Linked DNA regions of Mus musculus: regions 2, 3 and 4 are each linked to region 1. The links are chromatin contacts, called in public promoter capture Hi-C maps. All regions are on one chromosome and are shown on one strand. The core of a region is the stretch at or near the end of the contact, and the rest is flanking DNA. Distances in the headings are between cores, read along the strand shown.

Region 1 (3,212 bases), core at 271-2,770:
ACATCAAAGCTCCACAAAGAAACTGAACATCAACCAGGCAGTGGAAGGTGAGAATCATTCGCTAGCACAAATGACTTGCTATGTAAGCAATGAGGCGTCTCATCAAGCACGCTCATTCACAAAAGAAGGCATTAATTCAAAACATCCTTGGGCCGGAAAGAGAAAAAAGTTGAAAGACGTCTGTTCTTATAGTTAAGAATGCATTGCTGAGTAAATCTGTGTAACTGTTAAGTTCAGTTAATATATTCCCCTAGGGCCTTGAGGAGTAGATTCGGAATGCAGTGTCTATTCAAACATGAAAAGTCCTCTGAAAACGCACAGTCCTGGTAAATAAATAACACATGCTAACTGAACAAGGCCCCATAAAACTGGTGAAATATTTAACAGTATCAAATATTTACAACGATGGGCTGCATACCTACTCTGCCTCCTTTTCCTCTCGATTCATTGTTTAGAAACAAAAACTTAAGAACAGTGTAATGAACAGAAACCGGGTCTTTCAAGAGATTTACAATAGAACGGTTTGTTTTAATCCTCTTATCGGCCTCTCCTCCAATTATGCAATCATTCCAGAGCCAAAAGATCACAGGGCTCTTTCCCTTGACACGGGGGACACTGAGAAGTGTCTAAACAGGTAGGCTGGGAACAGGCAACATTTCCTTGAAACTAAAGTGCCTCTGGGGCACCAGCTCTAACTCGGAGGAGAGTGCGCCAGCCAGCCATTACGGATCGATGTTTTAATCCCCAACAACTGGCAACTCTTCGCGTGCTGCAGCGTCCACCCGGCACCATCCTCTCCCCAGCCTCGCTATTCCGCGGGCGGCGGGGGGCGAGCGGCCCACGCAGGGGGAACCGCTGTTCTCCCACTCCCGGGGTCCCGATTCCCGAAGTCAGGCTGGGCCGAGCGCGGCGGGGGAGACCCCGGGAACCGGCGACCCCCGCACATCCCCGGCCAACCGCGCCGCCCGCGACTTAAGCAACTCCGCGACCGAGGCCGCGCGGGCCGCCAGGTGAGCGCCGGAGCCGCCGCCCTTCGGGTCCCCGGGGCTCCGCAGCGGGCGGGCGGACGGGCGGACGGGCGGGCGCGATCCGCGCCCTCCCCGCCGCCTCCTGCACCTGCCCGGCCGCGCTCCGGGCCGGCGGGACAAGGGCGCGAGGCGAGGCGCCGAGGGGGCGGTGCTCACACCGCCCGCCTCTCCCTCCCGCCGCCGCACTCACCTGCCGGATCCGCCGCGGCCGCCGCCCGCGCTCGGCAGCGCTCGCAGAGCCGCAGGGTGCGCGTGCCCAGCTCGGGAGACGCGGAGGACGGCGGCGGACAGACGCCGCTCCACTCCGCCGCGGCTGGCGCTCTCTGCGATGGGAGCCGAGGGAGGGAGAGCCGACTGCGCCTGCGCCGAGCGCCGGGCGGAGAAGCGGCCGCCCCTCCCCCTCCCCCGCCCCCGCCCCGGGAGAGAGGGCGGGACTAGAGGCGGGACCGGGAGGGAGTGGCGAGGGGGACTCGCGCGCTGCGGCGCCCCCTGGCGACAGGAGGGGCTCGGTGCAGGCTAATCCACGCGCGGAGTCCAGGGTCCCTCTACAGCGGTTTCCCTGGGAACCACTCTGGCTGGAAATCCTGTGGCTGCCTTTGGAGGATGTGAACTCTCCTGGGATGGTAAGAGGCTTTGGACTGTGTATTGAGGACAAGCAGAACCGACCTGAAATTCCGCGTCTGTGGATACCTGAAGCTGGAGTAGGAGGTTAGGGGCCCGGGGAGGGGGGGGGGGGGGGGATGGGATGGGCGGGGAGCTGGTAAACCCAGATCCTTCCACTTTCAGTTTCCAAAGACCGTCTCTCATCTTTTACAGGAACTATATCTATTGTTTTGTTTTGTTTTGTTTTGCTTATCAAACTTCCATCCCACATTCGGGCTTCCAAGTTGGAAAACAAAAAACAAAGTACAGACAGAATCAAGCCCTGAAAATCAAACTCAGGGATGGGGGGTGGGAGGGAGCAGTCATCCTCGGTATTTCCGCCAATGTTTGTGATACTCAGAGGCAGGGGCTGCCATTCTGTTGAGTACATCAAGGAGGTGGTAATAAAAAGGAAGCTATGTGTGTGGTCCCTGTGATCAGCCACCTACTGACCTCTGTGACCTTAGGCGAGTTCATCTGCAATATCGCCAATCTTCTCACTGATAATTGGAAATAAGAATGTCTACCTCATCAAGGTTTTGAGAGTTAAGTGGTTTAATATATGTAATTAGTGTACCTCACCACATTCTGTGACACAGTGAGTCATACAGAAACACACATGTGTACACACACACACACCTCTACAAAAAATTCCTACCATCCAAAGACTCAAACAAAAGGAGACAAGTTTACTATTAAGAGAAAACTTTATGGGCTCCCTGTTTTACACATTTTTTTTCTAAAGAGATGTTCACACACACACACTTTTTGTTTTGTCTTGGTTTTCGAGACAGGGTTGGCCTCGAACTCAGAAATCTGCTGCCTCTGCCTCCCAAGTGCTGAGATTAAAGGCATGCACCACCACTGTCCGGCTCACACACACATCTTTTATCATATGGAATTGGTAATTACTTAACCCATGCTCCAGTTTCTTTGTAAACCATTCCCTGATGCTCGCCTGCCTCCCAACCCTAACTCCTTACCTGTGATCCCAGAACACTGTATTTCAGTGGTTCTCAACCTTCCTAACACTGTGACCCTCTAATACAGTTCCTCATAGTGTATACTAACCCCCAACCATAAAATTATTTCCGTTGCTACTTCATAACTGTAATTTGGCTACTGTTATGAACCTTAACATAAATATCTGTGTTTTCTGATGTCTTAGGTGACCCCCTGTGAAAGGGTCATTTGATCCCAGAGGGGTTGCGACCCACAGGTTGAGAACTGCTGCTTTAACTCTTGCAGTGCATATTCCCCATGAATCATAAGTAGACTTTCCTCTCTTTTCTCTTTAGTCTGTGTCTTGAGAACAGGCACTCTGCTTGACAGAGAACTCTGTAAAGGTAGGAAGAGGAGATGGTTGACACACAGGGAGAATGCTCTATTTGGTATATGAACATTTGGAGGATTGGCTCTTCAGTTTATTCAATGTAAGACCCAAAACATCACGGGTCTACAGAAGACAGTAATGCTAATGTGTGTGAATCCCACAGTGACCCACATGTATGTTAACTACAAGATCATCTGTAGTCTTAGAGA
Region 2 (3,406 bases), core at 776-3,275, 680 kb after region 1:
TGACTCCCACCCATAAAACTATTTCGTTGCTACCTCCTAACTGTAATTTTGCTACCATTGTGAAATGTAATCTGATAGGAGACCCCTGCGAAAGGGTTGTTCATGGCCAACAGGTTAAGATGTGCTGCTGTGCTCCAGGAAGTGACACCCCTTCCGTTTACTTCTGCAGCAGTCTGTGATCTCTAGTGAGACAATTCTTCATTTCGCTCATCTCCTTCCTGTCCCACATAATAACTGCATAAACTCCGTGGCTGCCCCCCAAGCCACACCCCTCTCCTTTCCTTTCAGCTCTTTCAACCCATGATCAGTGAAAGGAGAAGCTCTCCCAAGCCCATGGTGGCAGTACATTTAGCACAGCAACAGCTATGTCCGAAAATGTAAGCGCTGTGTTAAGGTTTCCCAATCGTCAGAAAATTCTCCTTAAAGACGTATTCATTAAGCTGGGTGTATTTAATAAACACGTCATGGCTCTAACGATGTGCCTACCAACCTTATTCAAGGCGTTAGATTGACTGCCATTTTACATAGTTCTTAGTACGCCTAGCACAGTGAATTCACATAGTCCTGGGGTCAGAGGAAGGACTTACTGCCTGAAATCACAGGAGACCTTGAAGATCCCTCAGACCTCATAACCTTACACCATCTGTATTTGTAAGAGAGGGCAGGCAGTCCTTCACCCCAGGTTCTCCACTGTGTCCCTCCCCACTTAAACCTCTAAAACAGTGGCTCTCAACCTTCCTAATGCTGCAACCCTTTAATACATTTCCCTATTTTGTGCTGACCCCCCGCCTAACCATAAAACCATTTCGTTGTGACTTCATTGTAATTTTGTTACTCTTATGAAACGCAAAGTAAATATCTGTTATTCAGGAAATCCCTGTGAAAGTCCCTATGTCCTCAGGGGGTCTCCACCCACAGGCTGAGAACCTCTGCTTTAAAACATTAATTCTTTTATTAGTCGTATGTAAGGGGCGGGCGGGGGGGGGGGCGCGGTGCAGCAAGGATCACGTTGTGCCTGTTGCCGTCAGAGAACAACTCAGTGGAGTCGGTCTCTCCTTCTACCTTTAGATGGCTTCTGAGACTGCAATTCCGGGAGCCAGATTCGCAGCCCAAGAATCTTAATCCTCTCAGTGATCTCTCCTACCCTCAAGGACCCTTTTAAGAAAAACCCTCTCCTTCTGTACACTGGGAAGAAAATTCCATCCCCTCAATTTGGGATGGTCCCTGCCGTCACTATTTAAAAAGAATCTGTTCAAGATGTGTTATAACAAATCGGTAGTTTTCCGAGTTTGTTTGCCCCAGACCCTTGCAGGAGCCGGTGTTTCTTTAACAGTGTATGTAAATCCATGGGACAGAGAGACTGTGCGTGTGGTGCCCTTTAGAACATGATGGCCCCTTGTCACGAACCCACTTCTCACCAGTCACGATCTGTGTTCTCTTTAATGCAAACACAGGTCACCCCCTCCACCCAGAAAGCAGAATTTTAGGCAGAAGCACCGGAACTGGCCTGAGGACCACGGAGCAGCGACGACAGCAGCTCTGCTTTTGTCCTGCGAGTTGGTCACAAACTCAACTCTGATTCAGTCAAATGCTATCTACTAGACACTTTTGTTGGACATGGTCCTGTACCGCACACTCGGCACACGTAAGGCTCACACACATGTTCTCTCTTGAAAGCTCCCTGGCTTTCTCAGTTGCAGCACAGGGCTGAAAGCCTGGCCCAGCTTGGACTCCAGGTGGCCCGCCCACCGCCCACCGTGGGCACCATCTGCGCAGCGTTCCCGGGACCGCGGTGGCGGAGGGCAGGCCCCACGTCCAACACGGGCTCCGACAGGTCATGCCCCACCGCCCACCAGGCTCGCTCGCTGTCCTCAATACCCTGCAGGGCACGTTGTCCTGGGAGCTAGGGCGGAGATCCCGCCCCACGGGGCGGGAGCGGCGCGGAGCGGGCGTGTTGGTGGGCGTGTCGCCCGGGGCCCGCCCCTCTGTCCGGACTATAACTCCCCCGAGCGCCCAGCGCTCGCCGGCGGGCGGAGACGCGCGCCTGGTACTGGTGAGGTTTGCGGAAGGGTGCTGCTGCGGGGACTCGGGCGGGCTGCGGGGCTCCGGTGGGAACACCTTCACCTGGCTCCTCGGAGGAGGGAGCGTAGAGCTCAGGTGCCCCCGAGGGCGGAGAGGACTCGGGGCTGGCGATGCCCGCGCTTCTCCGTGGCGGACCCAGCTGCTCACTTCTCCTCCATCTCTAGGACATGGACCGCGCGCGCCTGTGGCTGGGGCTTCTGCTGCCCGTGGTGGCCGCCCTGGATTTCCGATATCACCACCAGGAAGGGATGGAGGCGTTCCTAAAGAGCGTGGCTCAGAACTACAGTTCGATCACGCACTTGCACAGCATCGGGAAATCTGTGAGAGGTAGGTGGCTTCCTGCGCACATCCCTAACCCTCAACCCGCGTTCAAAAGTAAGTTGAACGACAGCGTCTGGTCCCCTGTTGGTGAGGCTCTCCAAACGCGCTCCACGCAGGTAAAGCACACCTTGCCCAGTCAGGGGTTTCCTGCTTTTGTTTGTTGTTGTTTGTTGGTTGATTTTTTGTTTTTATTTTTGTTTTGTTTTTTCAATTTTGTTACATCAGGAGAGCGGTAAGAGGAACTGTATATATATATTGTCGTTTCTCTACAGAGAGTCATTGTCGCTTAGTCCTCTGTTTTATTGCCGTTGGGGATCGGGAAGTAATTATCTGAGAGGTGTATCTTCGTTCCTTTTCAGGGTAAACATCTTCCTCAGTTTCCCTTTTTGTTGGCTTCCTTGCATACTGATTGTGACTGTTAACTACGGATTCCTCAGGTCATTTTAAAACTAGACAGTGCCATACTTTTGTCGAGTTCTACACATATGTGATTAACCCGATAGCTTAAAGTTATGAGAAAATGTAGGTCTATGTCTAAAGGCTGTTTTTGAAGGATACACCTGCTTGGTAGTAAGTCACAACGAATGATCTCCTTAGCATTTGCAAATGTATCACTTAGTCTGCTTTACTTTTGAAACTATATATTCTTAGTGGAGAGAGTAGATGGGGATCCAAGAAGTTAAGAATTTTGGTCGAGTTACCTAGATGGCGATTCTATCCATCCATCCATCTAGCTAGCTAGCTCCTGGAGATAAAACTCAAGACCTCATTTGTGTTCCGCATTGTATCGTTAACCTAACCTGCTAGCCATAGAGGGTGAAGTTTTAGCCAGGACCTGCACCTGATCATTTTGGGTGGGGCAAATAAATTTAGCAGCTAGCATCATCTCCTAATCTTTTGTTACTACGCTGATTCTCACAAAAGTGGTTACCAGAAAACTTAATGCCTGGAATGAAAGAGCCCTGAAGTTCATGCAGTTTGGCTCAGCTGTGGAAGTTGTGTT
Region 3 (2,909 bases), core at 288-2,787, 570 kb before region 1:
ATTATCTTAAGTACACAAAATATACTTTGTGCATAAAGCCTTTTCAGTTGCAAGTTGGAATAAAATTCAGTACTGCCATAGAGGACTATACAGTCAGTTTGGCATTGTCACAGCAAAATCCTTGAGGTGGCTGGCATCATAAAGCAGAAAACTCGTTTAGCTTACCCTGTTGAGGTTCAAGAGCAGGGAGCTTGTGTTGGCTCAGTCCCGGTGACTTCACAGAGAATGGTGGATAGGAATCCCAGGAGTGCCTGACAGGGCAAGGTCACATCTCCAACCAGAAGAAGAGATAACAGAGAGAGGCAAGACTGCATTACCCTAGAGAGCTTCCTCTGAGGACTCTTTGCCCTCCAAAGGGTTCACTACGGCATTGTCTAACCCTGTCACCTGGCAGACCAAGCATTCGACTATAATGGACCCTTGAAACAGAAGTTATATTCAAGTCATAGCAGGGACTAGCTATGCCAGAGCACACTCACTGATACTAATACAGTGTAGCCATTAAGAATGGACTCTTTTGCCGTTTGAGGTAAAGGCTATACTGCCTAGGTTGGCCTTGGCTAGAGCATCCCTTCCTTCCACCTCAGCCTTGCCGTTAGCAAGACTAGAGATGCGTGCCACCCTACCTGGCTCCAGAGTATTTTTGAGGATGGCATCGTAAGTATGGATCCCCTGATAAAGAAGCTTATCTTGGTTGTTGTCACAAAACACTTGAGACTAAGATCATTATAAAGACAAGGAGTTTGGGGTAGTGGTGTAGCTCAATGGTAGAGCTCACACCACAAAAGGGAAAGAAAAAAGGAATGGAGTCCCTGGGTGGGCTGACTTCACTCATTTGGCCTCTGATGGGTCCCAGCAGCCAGTTAGATCAGATGAGATCATGTGGAGAGAGAGAGAAAGCAATAGCTGAGTGGATCACGCTTGTTCTCTCATAACAACCTATCCTGTGGGAGCTAGTTCATGTCTGTGAAGCCTAACCCACTCCGAGAGTCCAACTCTAACCTCTCAGCAGTCACCTGTCACCTCCCGCTTGGCCCACTCCTCCAAGGCCCCACCACATTACAGCAGAGACCAAATATCGACAAGTGACAAACCGTAACTTAACCAAGGCAGGGCAAGTTAAGAAATGCAGAATGTAAAAACAGACAGAAGCATTATGTATAGAGGGGAAAAAAATAAAGGGGAGGAGGTCTGCCAGTCAAATTGATCTCTCTGACCCTGTGATGTTTTTTCGACCGTTTTATAAATCTTCTAGAACAAGTATGTAACATTTTTCAGATTTTTTTTTTTTTACAATTCAGAAGTTTAAAAAAAAAATGTACAAACTTCTTAAGGTGTGCTTGCTTTTGTCAAGCAATAATTAACTGGCAAGAAGAAGATCCCTGCCTCTGGCGCACCACTGAGGCCAAAAGTACCACCCAGGCTGGGAAGGGCTATCATAGGCCTCAGATCCTTGCTCAGGCCCTGTGTGTTCTGCTCACACTCTAACAGACACAGCTCAGACCTGCCTTCTCAGTTCTTACAAGAGTTTAGTTCCTGCCCACCCAGCCAGCTTGTTATTGTTCAGTGAGCTGTAAAGAACCCAAGGAGAGCCAGTTGAGAGGAGTGCTCTGCAAATCAGATAATCTTTTGTGTTGTAAATAATTACCCCCTAATTTATCTGGGAAGTAAATTAAGGTTTTTGCTTGTCAGCCTCTTTTAAGAAACTCCCGGATGGTGGAGGACGGTGGGGTCGATCTTAAAAGCGTTCTTTGTCTTGCGTTAACTTGTTTGAGAATCTTTGAAAAACTAAGCTTGGGTGTGCCTAGAAGAAGTTAACTGTGGGCTTGAAGTATAACTACTATCCTAAAGGCTAGGAGTCAGAACGTAGCTCTGAGGCTGCCAGGAGTTCATATTCTACGTCTCCTCAGGCAGAGTACTCTGTGTCCTGGCCTTGGCCTGCCTCTGGAACTCAGAGGCAAGGCATGGGCAACAGGAGTCCCTTCCAAGTCCAGGACTCTGCCTTTCTAAAGAGGATGGGCTAGCTCCATAGTGATGCTCTATCCTAAAGAGCTTAGTGATGCCCTAAATCACTTGGGTGATATCCACCAGTGTCTTCCATGTATACATCTCAGAAGTAGGACAATGGAGGCAGTCTCTCTACAGCAGCCGCTCTCAGCCTTCCCGATGCTCTGACCCTTTAATATGCAGCTCTTCACGTCGCGGTGACCCCAACCATAACATTTCCACTGCCACTGCATAACTGTGCTTTACCTATTGTTTTGAATCACAATGTAAGTATCTGATACGCGGGATATCTGATATGCAACCCTTTGTAAAAAGGGTCGTTCGACTCCCAAAGGGAATGTGACCCACGGGTTGAGAACTGCTCTACAGTTTCTAACCATACCATCTTTGCTTCCAGATGCAATCTACTCGAGACATTAAGAATTCACCTGAAGATCCCCTGGATAAAAGCGTTTCACTGTGTGACTTTAAAAAAAAACAAAAACAAAAAAACAAAAACAAAACCTTGCTTCATGCCCTGTGGGGGTGCCAGCCATTTCTGTTGATACTATGTATAATTTATTAATCTGGAGAATGTTAAAGAATTTATGTAATTTAAAGGTAACAGATATTATTGTACATACTTGTATTTTGTAGTTTCTCCTGTAAATATGTATTTTTCATAATGTTTAAAATTAAGCTTTATATATTTTCACACTAAAGTGTTCATGGCTTGTTGTACATAGACCCATACAGCCTGTATGACAGGGCCACGGGTGAAAAGTGTGTAGAGGAAGTCGCAAGGACAGTCCCCGGGGGTGTTTCTTACCTGTCCTTATAGTCACTGGGTAAGCGAACGTCAGAGCTGAAGAGAGCATACCATGAGGCTAGCTATGTTGAGCTGCTTTCTTATGAATGGACCC
Region 4 (3,314 bases), core at 138-2,637, 760 kb after region 1:
ATATTTTATGCATTCCTCTCATAACTAAAATCCTCACAAAAAGCACGGATGCTTCTATGACTTTCGGTTTACCATTTAGAACAGTGATAGAACATCATGTCACAACCAGCAGCACCCACACACTGTGCACTTCTAAAGCCTGCGTCAGGGGAAGGGCTGTGGAAATATAGGTCGCAGTGACCACTCTCTAATGCAATTGCAATCGAGAAAGTTAAGAGTTTGTAGGTAAATACTTAAAACGACTGTGCGATAATCCAGGTTTCAATTTTGTTTCCTCGATTACCTGGTAAAACAAGCTATATTTACACACTCGAGGCAGAAATACCAACCAGAGTCTCTTGTTCCGAAGCTGGAATCTGTGAGGTGCTTGCAGCACCCTCGGTAGACACAGACATGTTGGTATTGCACATTGGCCTACAAGTAGAAAAAAAACAACAACACACACGATAAAAACTTGAAATTATAAAACATCTACGAAAAGGGACAAATAGATACATGCATTTACGAAGGAGACAGAAAACGTCTTTCGGCAATAGCTCTCAAATGCAAAACGACGTCGGCGAGCTGTCCCTTACCTGGAGGCCCGCAGGAGAAGCGCGGTGATCCGAGAGGGTCCCCCAGGGGTGTCCGGTCGGTCTCCCGCTCGCCCAGCAGACGGCTGCGGAAACGGGGCAGCGTTTAAATAACCCCAGCTGGAGACATGTCAGGACTTAGCTCCTCCGACAGCCGACGCCGGACGTGTCCCAACTTGACCAGCCCCACAGGAAGAGCTGAGTCAACTCGGCCCAGCCCAGTCCCACCCGTCCCGGAAGCCGCATCCCGGCGAGTCCGGGACCAGGCACCTGTCACCTCCTGGACCCCAGCAACGAGCCCAGCGCGACCCCGGAGCGGGCCCCCCGCGCGCGGGGCCTGCTGGGAGACCCCCGCTCTTCCCTCCTCCCCCTCCCTCCGTCCCCTCCCGCGCATGCGCCGTGCTAACCGCGCCATCTCCCACCCCACCCCCCACTCCCACCCACACGCACACCCCCGGCCGCAGAATGACATCAGGGCCCAGCGCGGGCAAACGGTCGCCCAGCCTCGTGCCCCGCGACCCCACGAGCCGGCCCGGGTTACGAGTAGGCCCCGGAGGGCGCGGAAAAGAGGGAATGATCGGGACTCTCCGCCGCCCACGGAGCGGGTACCTGCTACTTCCCGCGCATCTTCCGACCCTTCACGGGGAGCGCGGAGGCCCCGCGGCCGGGGCCTGAGCGACCATGGTCGCTCCAGAGCTCGAGCGACGAGAAGGCGGCGGCTCCTCACCGGCCGCTCCTAGGCTACGCTGGCCCCGGAGGCCCCGTTAACAAAGCAGAGTTCTGTGACGAGCGCCCCCTACCGTCCGCGGAGAGAACGCCGGAAGCCACGGGCCATCCGGGCATCGGGGCGTGCGCGCGCGCACGCCCGACGCCGCCTCCTGGACCAATAGGAGGCGGGGGGCGGGGCTTAGCGGCCGCCCGGTGCCGGAGCGCGCAGGAGGTGGGGAGGGGCCGCGCGGTTGTGTTTACCGCTCGAAACCGCAATGGTCGCTAGGCAAGTTCCTATCCGACTGCTGCTGCTACCAAAAGAAAAGCAAGACTAACAGCTGGGTAGTATTTTTAAATCCATCCCGCCAGCAGCTGAAGTTGTATACAAATGAGTGATTTTTTTTTAAGACTTTAAAAATAGGCAAGGTGAGAGAGGGTGGAGTGGGACGGGGAGGAAATTGTGAGAAGGGGGTGTCCCAGAAGGGAACGGAGAGCGGGGTGGAAAGTGAATAAATAATAATGAATAAAAAATGAATAGCTCCATGGTCAAGAGTGCATACAGCTCCTTTTTAGGTTTTCAGTCACTCACGCCACACAAATTCTGTCATTGCAGGGTACTCAACACACTCTTCTGGTCTCCATGAGCAACCGCACCTGTGTGCACAGACATACACATAATTAAAGTTAAAATTAAAAAAAAAAATTCAAAGACTGTTAGGGTCCATGACACCTTGGGCTCATAGTATGTAAACGCAAAGAATGTTTTAATCTGCAGAAGTCAGCATTCTGGTGTCTCCTCTCCCCATTACTAAGATAGAGACACCCAAGTGAGTTTGCAGACCTGACATAAAGCATATTAGCGAATTCTGGGATAGGTGACCTCTATGTTAATCTATTGGGTCCATCTTTAGGGACATTCCATTCCCGGGGTGAGAGGGCTGGAAACTTTTGGCTGAGAAAGTCTGGAAACTGCTGCTGACCCATTGTCCTTGCCTCAGGCGGGGCAGCTTCTGAGGCCCGGACTTGCCCGGAATTGCCCAGTTCTTGGAAACAGAGATTTAGGCCTAGTCCCCTTAACTGCCAGTTTGAAACTTGTCATGAAATCAGCCTGGCCTTTTCAACACATACACTCCAGTGTTTACAAACTTTCTAATTGTTAGTCATCTTGAGGGCCCAAGATAGCATTATAAGGTATAGGAGTTTGGCCTGGACGCTGCTTTAGGCAGTGTGGACGCAGGTCAAAGAAAAGCATTGATAAGGCCAGATATAATGGTGTGCGTGTAATCCCAGGTACAGAGCAACAGCCGTCTGGGTCCACCTTTTAAGGTACATCTAAGAACGGAGGGTGTGTGGCACCGAGAAGGTCCTGCATTGTTCAGTCCTCGGTCCCCAAAGCAAAAGCCCCAGATCTTAAAGGACTTAAAACCAGGGGTGGTGGCACATTTGCACAGTCAAAGATAATCAGGAAGCTGAGGCAGGAGGATAGCTTGAGTTGAGCAATTTAAAGCTAATTTGAGTAACATTGATAACCTACCTAAAGGAGAAAGGTAATTTCGTTCTTTGGGGCTTGCCACTTCTTACTGACAGCCTTCATTTCCCCAACAGTTCGTGATTAAGGACTTTTCAGAAACCTTTCTCCCCTTAGGAATGGAGTGAATATTCATTTTAAATTTAATAACCTTCAGCCAGGCATGGTGGCATAGACCTTTGACCCCTGCAGTAGAGACGAAGAGACAAGTGAGTTCAAGATAGTGTGTCCACGAGTCCACACAGTGAGCTGCAGATCAGCCAGGGCTGCACACAGAGAACCTGTCTCACAGAACCCAAGCCTTGGGAGATGAAGTAGCCCAATTGGGCTTGTGTGCAGTTTCATGGGATTGGGGCATGAGCAGGATGGGGGGATGGGAGGACAGGGCAAAAGGCAAGCAGGCATGCACTCTTAGCTTAAAGCCCTGGGTTCCCTCCCCAGCACCTGTGGGAATGATGCTGCACTTGTGTAATCCCAGCACTTTGGAGGTGAAGACAGGAGGGTCA

What was found. Promoter capture Hi-C pulls out the DNA fragments that hold promoters and counts their contacts.
Region 2: a promoter capture Hi-C map of stem cell-derived epiblast-like cells shows a contact between it and region 1, with 2.4 times the contacts expected there. The contact joins the promoter of Cpm here to the promoter of 4933412E12Rik in region 1. A contact is called at or near these places in 4 of 39 promoter capture datasets (the 3T3-L1 cell line, 3T3-L1-derived adipocytes, liver and 1 more) and 1 of 115 datasets of contacts at active chromatin or transcription factors (embryonic stem cells).
Region 3: a contact with region 1 is called in a promoter capture Hi-C map of embryonic stem cells, with 2.5 times the contacts expected there. The contact joins the enhancer-like site here to the promoter of 4933412E12Rik in region 1. A contact is called at or near these places in 6 of 39 promoter capture datasets (the C10 cell line, cranial neural crest, embryonic stem cells and 3 more), 5 of 115 datasets of contacts at active chromatin or transcription factors (cardiomyocytes, embryonic forebrain, embryonic stem cells and 1 more) and 1 of 9 other capture datasets (embryonic stem cells).
Region 4: a contact with region 1 is called in a promoter capture Hi-C map of pre-B cells, with 2.1 times the contacts expected there. The contact joins the promoter of Mdm2 here to the promoter of 4933412E12Rik in region 1. A contact is called at or near these places in 5 of 39 promoter capture datasets (the 3T3-L1 cell line, hippocampal neurons, liver and 1 more) and 2 of 115 datasets of contacts at active chromatin or transcription factors (memory CD8 T cells and microglia).

Annotation. Positions count from the first base shown.
Region 1 is chr10:116,949,042-116,952,253 of GRCm38.p6, forward strand. 4933412E12Rik (RIKEN cDNA 4933412E12 gene) reads left to right here and starts at 1,521. Exons shown (of 3, transcript NR_038026.1): 1 at 1,521-1,651. It overlaps Rab3ip (RAB3A interacting protein), which reads right to left and starts at 1,412. Exons shown (of 11, transcript NM_001359645.1): 1 at 1,219-1,412.
Region 2 is chr10:117,627,475-117,630,880 of GRCm38.p6, forward strand. Cpm (carboxypeptidase M) reads left to right here and starts at 2,026. Exons shown (of 9, transcript NM_027468.1): 1 at 2,026-2,053; 2 at 2,247-2,409. The coding sequence starts at 2,250.
Region 3 is chr10:116,381,449-116,384,357 of GRCm38.p6, forward strand. Ptprb (protein tyrosine phosphatase, receptor type, B) reads left to right here. Exons shown (of 32, transcript NM_029928.2): 32 at 2,405-2,909. The coding sequence ends at 2,427. Among named protein-coding and RNA genes, the nearest start is that of Kcnmb4os1, 35 kb to the right of the region's middle. Within about 2 kb of position 1,538, at least 15 of the 459 cell types and tissues checked have an H3K27ac peak or open chromatin away from gene starts, as enhancers often do. A contact at or near this core is called in embryonic stem cells, where this site is marked.
Region 4 is chr10:117,709,371-117,712,684 of GRCm38.p6, forward strand. It overlaps Mdm2 (transformed mouse 3T3 cell double minute 2), which reads right to left and starts at 1,388. Exons shown (of 12, transcript NM_010786.4): 1 at 1,182-1,388; 2 at 576-658; 3 at 330-414. The coding sequence starts at 410.